Linked DNA regions of Mus musculus: region 2 is linked to region 1. The links are chromatin contacts, called in public HiChIP or PLAC-seq maps. All regions are on one chromosome and are shown on one strand. Each heading gives the region's core, a stretch centred on a gene start, on an enhancer-like site or on the middle of the called end of the contact. The rest is flanking DNA. Distances are from core to core; before and after follow the strand shown. Region 1 holds the start of Pgm5 (phosphoglucomutase 5). Region 2 overlaps Pgm5 (phosphoglucomutase 5).

The links. HiChIP or PLAC-seq counts read pairs in DNA pulled down with a chosen protein or histone mark.
Region 2: an H3K27ac HiChIP or PLAC-seq map of heart atrium shows a contact between it and region 1, with 5 read pairs. The contact joins the enhancer-like site here to the promoter of Pgm5 in region 1. A contact is called at or near these places in 8 of 39 promoter capture datasets (the HPC-7 cell line, cranial neural crest, embryonic stem cells and 5 more), 4 of 15 datasets of contacts at CTCF or cohesin (the NIH/3T3 cell line, large pre-B cells and pro-B cells), 6 of 484 Hi-C or Micro-C datasets (the AML12 cell line, the HL-1 cell line, embryonic stem cells and 1 more), 7 of 115 datasets of contacts at active chromatin or transcription factors (bone marrow-derived macrophages, cardiomyocytes, craniofacial prominence and 3 more) and 5 of 9 other capture datasets (adipose tissue, embryonic tail, liver and 2 more).

Annotation. Positions count from the first base shown.
Region 1 is chr19:24,860,247-24,863,789 of GRCm38.p6, reverse strand. Pgm5 (phosphoglucomutase 5) reads left to right here and starts at 1,948. Exons shown (of 11, transcript NM_175013.2): 1 at 1,948-2,261. The coding sequence starts at 2,001.
Region 2 is chr19:24,752,371-24,755,931 of GRCm38.p6, reverse strand. The region is part of intron 6 of Pgm5 (phosphoglucomutase 5); the gene reads left to right. Among named protein-coding and RNA genes, the nearest start is that of Gm38581, 47 kb to the right of the region's middle. Within about 2 kb of position 1,646, at least 10 of the 459 cell types and tissues checked have an H3K27ac peak or open chromatin away from gene starts, as enhancers often do. A contact at or near this core is called in heart atrium and uterus, where this site is marked.

The DNA.
Region 1 (3,543 bases), core at 699-3,198:
CCTGCCTCGGGCTGGGGTTATAAGCATGCAGAAACACACCTAGATTCTGTCAGCTCGACCTGCTGCCTTTCCTATAATCTGATAAGTTCCTAATTGGAATATGGATAAGATTAATATGTTAATGGTTCAAAAGAGAAGACAGAATGACGTCATTGGACGTGGCCCTGAGACATAAAGCAACCTGTGGAACACTCTTTGATCTGTGTTCATTGGTGTCTCAGATAAGGACCCCAAGGTTAAATAAGAGTTGGAATGCCAGAGTGAAGTTGAAGCAGGCTCTTTACCGCAGAGCCTCCAAGGTCTTCAATGCACGAACGTGCTCTATGGTCCTATAAGAATGGAATGGGGATGACGGCTTTCAACAGTTGCTTTATCCCAGGATCTCACTGGGGAAACACAGGTCTTGCTGAGTTTGGCGTATGCTTGGTGTAAAGATGGTGGTTGGTGCTGTCTCAGCAGCAAGGAGATACTGAAGAAGAAAGGCAACACAGGTGCTCCTGTTTCACACCAAGACTTCGGGGTGGTGCTAGTGACTCAGAGAAGGCAGAGAGGCATCCCTAGGTCAGAGAGCACCCCATTTCTCTTGACTCACCTTGTAAAGAAGCTGAGCTCAGCACAGGAGCATCCAGCCTGGAGACTAGGACTGGGTTCTTATCTCTGCCCACCTAGGACGGGGGATGAAGGACGTGCCAGCCTTGGTGCTTATGAAGCTGGCCTGCCTCCCTTTCCCTCCTTTCCCATTGCATTGAATCTTGGGAATTACTCTAGTCCCACACCTCCTGCGAAGCTTTCTCTGCTTTGTCCTCTGTCTCTCCACACACTGTAGATGGTTGGGTTCACAGCCGTGTGCCGAGCTCAGTCCCCACCCCCCCCTTTAATTCCCTCCCTTTTCACTCCTCTCTATATGAAGATTTTCCTGGTTTTGGATTTGAGGAGGATCAGAAAGAAAGGCTTCAGGCAAGGGGGCCAAGCACAGTAGGTGGCACCTCACCTTTGTTTCAGTTGGCTTCGTTCATTCATTCCTGGTGGACATTAAGTGCGTTTTAATCGCCTACCGAAAGTATTTTATCCAGAGTTCGGTAGCGTGGACAGATGCAGTGTGAGGGAAGCCGATTTCTAAGCAGATGTGTAGGAAGGACAAGCAGGAAAAGAATAAGAAAGTATGTGTTTGTTGCAGTTACAACAACAATGAAAACAAAACAAAACAAAACAAAACAAAACAAAACTCCCACCTGGAGAGATGCTACAAATGTAGATGCTGGGGTAGGTCCTGTGGACTAAAGGGGCCGACAGGGTATGATTCTGCACAACAAATGTTCCTGCTGAGTGTACACACACACACACACACACACACACACACACACACTCACACACACACTCACTGCCCAGCCTTCAGTTTCACCTCTGGCAGAGCCTAACAATTCTCAGCTCTCCTTTCCAGGGTTATTTTTGGCTAGGGCTGTTCTCTGATGGCAAAAGGTTTTAGCCCCCTCCCACCTCCCTCTCTGTCCTTACTAGGGAGAGAAACTTGCACTTGAGCTAAGCAGACTCAGGGTGTGGGGAGAGAGGGCTGTGGGCTAGGCCCCTGGCTAGCTCAGACTCCAGTGCCAGGCTGTCTTCTAGTGGAGAGTGGGCCTCTGGAGGAGCTGGAAGGCTGAGTCGGGGCACTGGACTCAAGAGTGTGGTGTGGCTGGGGACACAGGAGCTGGTCCTAGAGCTTGGCTTTGAGACACTCCCAAAGTCAGGCGAGCTGGGGAAAGGAATTGAGGACAGCTGGGCGATCCTCTGGAAAAGAGCTGGGCTGCAGAAAACTATCTGAAGGTGGAGGCAGACTCCACTCTGGGACGTTGAGGGGGACAATCCGAGAGTAGCGACGGGAGGGTGGAGAGGGGCGGGGAGGGCGCAAGGCGGAGCCGGGAGCAAGGCCAGACCGCGGGGGCCCGGGAGGGCGGCAGATCCCCGAGGCTCCCGCAGCCGCGGCAGGACCGGCCAGCGGCGCCATGGAGGGGAGCCCCATCCCAGTGCTGACGGTGCCCACGGCGCCCTATGAGGACCAGCGGCCGACCGGTGGCGGCGGGCTGCGACGGCCCACAGGGCTCTTCGAGGGCCAGCGCAACTACCTGCCCAACTTCATCCAGAGTGTGCTGTCGTCCATCGACCTGCGCGACCGTCAGGGTTGCACCATGGTGGTGGGCAGCGACGGCAGGTACTTCAGCAGGACGGCTACTGAGATCGTGGTGCAGATGGCTGCGGCCAATGGGGTGAGTGACTCTCACGCCCCGGTTTGCGGGGTCTCCACACCCTGGTCACCTCCCTGTGCTCTTTCCAGCTTCCCACCCGGGCGCACTGGCAGCCACTAGGCACAGTGGGACACTGGCCTTAGAGGAGCTGCTCTTCTCAAAGCCCCTGGGCTGGAAACTTAGGCTTCTCCGGCACCTGTTGTACTTTCTGCTGTATTCGTTCTGCATCCATTTTCCACTCCATCACAGCCTTGGGTGTCCCGTATTCCTCCAAGCGATTTATTGCCCACCTCCCTACACAGACTTTTTTCGAGTCTGCCAATATAATCTCACTCCGGTATTCTTTTATTCTATTTATTATTATTATTATTATTATTATTATTATTATTATTATTATTATTATTGCCGTAATCCTCTCTCTCCAAATCATAGCTGCCAAATTTTAACAATTATCTGCGTGGGCACACTCCAGTATTGAACCATGTGCTATTTGTCAAGACTGGGCCCCAACACTTCACTCTAGCCCAGTGGTCCTTTAGTGGTGACTTTGATTGGGACAGGAATGGTTTGGATGATTTTGGGGGCTTTGCAACCTTGGCTCTCAGTTCCCAGGAGGTCTCTAAAGGATGTAAGTGAGACTCGCAGCAGCATTCTTAACGCAATTCCTATCGCCCCTCCAAGATGCCTTCAGCATTGACCAGCCGGTCCTCTTCCTTCCCATCTGCATCCTCATTCTCTCTCCCTTCTAAGACCTCTGCAGTTTTTTTCTGCAACCTTGATTCTTAGACTTTGAGTTTCTTTCTGTCTGCTCCCTCTTCCCTACCCTACAGACAGAAGCACCCCCTTAAATGGTAAATCCATCCTGCTCTCCCCACCCCTGCTTAGCCCCAAATCTAGTTACCCAAACTTGTGACTAGCAAACTTTAGGGGGGGGTGGGTCTCTGAATTATCTGTAGGAAGTTTCCAAAAGTCATTTGAGCCTGGTGAACGCGATCAGATCCACACCCATGAAACTTTACCTGAGTGCAATCTCTTGCCGATGTCCATCTTTAAAAGTGAAAGCAGATAATTACCTGTCCTGTGGATTCTGGCCATTCCACCCCTCTCTCTCTGTTTTCATTTCTCCTTAGTGTTTCTTCATTAGGGCCGTCTATGCTTCATGTTCCCTACTGTGATTTTTCTCTTCTCAGCGTTTTAGGAATGGCATGGAGGAAAAGGTGTTTTGTGAGTTTTTTGTTATTGTTACTTTGTTTTTTAAGACCCCAAAAGCAATCACGGGAAATGGTCCCTGGAGTTTTAGAGC
Region 2 (3,561 bases), core at 397-2,896, 110 kb after region 1:
ATGTTGCTGATTCAAACATGCATTTAATCTTAAATACTCCAGAGGGATTTTTTTTTCATACAAATTAACTTTTAAAAATAGTTAAATAGTCACCCCCGCCATAGGGTCTGACTCTTTGAAGTCAGGCAGGCTGGCTTCAAATTTCTGACCCTCCTTACTTCAGTCTCCTGAGTGCCGTGCAACCATGCCTAGCTTTAAAATGGACTTCAAATGTAAATATAAGGTGCATGTAAAAAAAAACAAAACAAAACAGCTCGGGAAGTAAATGTATGTAGTCTAAGGGATTTTCATATAATGAGCCCCCACACAGCAACCACTGGTGTGAAGAAACCAGCTTCCTCGTGCCTGTTTCACCACTGTCCTTCAGCAACCCCCCCCCAGATGATCAACACCCTGATTTCTGCCACCAGTGATTGATTTTGCCCATTTTACATTGTGTCTAAGTGGGACACGGCATTATTCCTTTGTCTGGCTTCTTTTACTCCATGTTACCACTCACTACTTCCGTTGTTCTATATTGTGGAGGTTCACTCAGTTTTGCTGTCTTATGGTACGGCACTGTATGGTCCTACACTGTACTGTGTCGGGCTGTGGTCAGTATGAGTCCGCACCCCTCCATGATGAGCTGTCCATATCATCTCCAACACTGGCAGTTCCCTCCTTCTCCTCTAGGATTGTGGGTAATAATAGTTCACTATGGTTTTCGTATGCCATTCCAAGTGGTTTTTATATGCTAATTGGGTCCTTTGAATATCATCCCTGTGTAAAGTGTGTGCCTTTTACATTTTGTTTTTCCTTTTCTTTGGGGACTTTTAATTTTTAAAAATGACTCGTAGAAATTCAAAATATGGATTTTCTAAACCTTCTAAACCTTGAAGATGAGGGCTTTGAAAAGAGGGCCAAGAATTCAGAACTCAGAACATAGAATATGCTTCCCTTTGGTTAAGAAAGGTAATATTTGGATTTAGGTAAAGGGACCCAGATCTTGTCACCTTTAAATCTGTTACAACTTTCTTGCAGCTGGATTATAAAATCAGCTGGGTGTGCTCGAAAAGCTTTGATCCCTTCCTAAAGTCATGTTGAAAACAAATCCCCTCCAGAGCCCAGGTGTTGAGAGGTGAGAGGATAAAGAAGCAAGGCTTGGAAGAAATGATGGGGCCCAGCACGGCTCCTTCCTTGTTAATGAATTTACAACCCTTTTGAAACATGTTTCATGAGCAGGTGGCAAGATAGCTCTCCCATATTTTGCTTTGTGAGGACCTAGCAAGAAGTTCCTCATTAGGCCAAATGTAGGCACTGCACTCTTGGAGGGTCTTCCCCACCTTCCAGAGCCTCAAGAAACAACTTTCTGTTCTCTATAAATCGCCCAGTCTGCATTCTATTTTAGTGTGACAAAATGTACCCAGACAGACTTTGAGATGACAGATCACTTATGAGAGATTTTGACAGAGATTGGAAACAGACAGTTAATCTGAGTTAAATTAACGACACAGATTAAGCACTGTACAACAATGGCAAATGGCAGGAGCGTCTTTGGAGAATAGAGAAGAAGAGCTCGGTTTTTAGGAGCACAGAGTACAAGGAGGGGCGTGGGAGAAGCTGTGAGGCAGAGACTGTGTCCATCTGGAAGCCACTTTCTTGGAAATCTGCATACCCTGGCTGAGGAGACTTAATGCAGCATGTTCTATTAGCTACCAGGGCTCATTCTCCCTGGTAGAAGACTTGGAGCCTCGACAGTTTTCTTACTCTTAGCTTCCTTAGGCAGAGTTTGCTCTCAGCATATGGGGGCAGCGGTCAGGGAGAGGCATTCACGAGCAGCTTCAGGTTCGGCTTTTGGGATAAGGGCTTGTAGACTCCAGGGGCTTCCTGCCAACAGGTCGAAGGCATGCTGTCTGTTGAGTGCTATGCTTGGGACGAGTCCCAAGTTCAGGGTAGGGGGTAGAGACGGGAATTCCTTTCTGACCCCAAGACATAATCAATTTATGCTCAGGGTCCTGGAATTTAATTACCCATCTTGTCTCAGCTTGAATAGCTGCAACTGGGGCGGCTCATAGTTACAAAAGTATCTGGTTCTTTACAGTCCAGCGGCAGCCCCAGCCTGGCTCCCCCCAGCCCCCACCCTGCAACAGTGATTAATTGGAAAGGGTGGGAACTGGGGAAATCCTTTCCCCTCCCTTCAGTCCTGCCAACTTGGCTCTGAACCTGCAAGAGTAATTTGAACAAAGATCATGTGTCCTTTCCTTGTTACCTGCTCTCTTCCCTCTCACCCTCAGCTCTTCCCCGTGTTGTACATTCTCTTTGGCACTCTGGCGTGTTTACATTTGTTAGGTTCATGGTGACCCCTGTTTTTTTAATGGGCTCCTTTAGGCTTCTGTGTGATTTATTTCTCCTCCTTTGAGCTTTTGACCATGAAATCAGCAGCCCTTTGTTCTAAGGTTTGTGGAGAGATTCTTCCATTGTTCCTCTCAGGATGGAAATGTGATTATATATTTTTTTCTTAAAATGAAAGGGAGATAAGCTGGACCCTTTGAGTTGAATGAGCATCTTAGTGATACATAACAGTGACACAGGTTCCTTTGTTCGGGGCTTCATTTTCTGTATATGTTGGCGAGATGCATTCAGGGTGTTAGATAACACAATGGTTTGTTTAATGGCATTTCTATACTCACATTAGTAAGCTATTCATTATCATGACTAAATTCCTGAGACAGTAACTTGGAATAAGAAAATATTTACTTTAGGTCAAAGTTTTAAAAGTTTCAGTTCAAGTTGGCTAGAGACACTGTTTTGGGCCTAGGGTGAAGCAGAGTATCGTGACAGCAGGAATATGTGATAGTGGCTGCGGTGATGGCCAGGGAGCAGACTAACCATGTGGCTCCCAAAAGCTTGAGTCACGTGACCTTCTTCCTCCATCCAGGATTCATATTGCACAGTTCTCCTGCCTCTAAACGGTCTACTCAAAATATGAATCCATCAGTGCATTTCAGTATTACATCATGACCAGTGTGACCTCCTCCTCTGGAGACACCTTCATACCCTGCCCAAGGGCGTGCTTCCTTAATCATCTTGTTGTCTCTTAATCCAACCAAGTTGACAACTAACATCAGCTATCTCAAAATCATAAGTTATCTGTCCATTCCCCTAGGACATTTACTTATATTGTTCCCGTTATTGTAAATGGTAAATGATCAGTCTCATCAAATCTGGGGTACACTCTACTGGGTAACACCACACCAACAAACTTCCTATGAGCAAATTTCTTTTAGAATCATTGCCTGGGGCCTGGTTCTAAAAGAAATCTCTTCATAGGAAGTTTGTTCCTTTCTACCGTGAAGATTAAAGTTGCATCCACAATCAACACTATGCCATTCAGGTTTCTACTACTATAACAAAATACCTATGGCAGTCAACTTAGAGTGAAGACAGGTTTGTTCTGGTTTTAGAGGCTTCATTCCTTAGTTACTGGACCATGTTGCCTTTGGGACTATAGTGATGTAGTCTACATTAGTGAGAGCACATGGTTCAGAAACCGATCACCTCATGAGAAATCAAAAAGAGAGA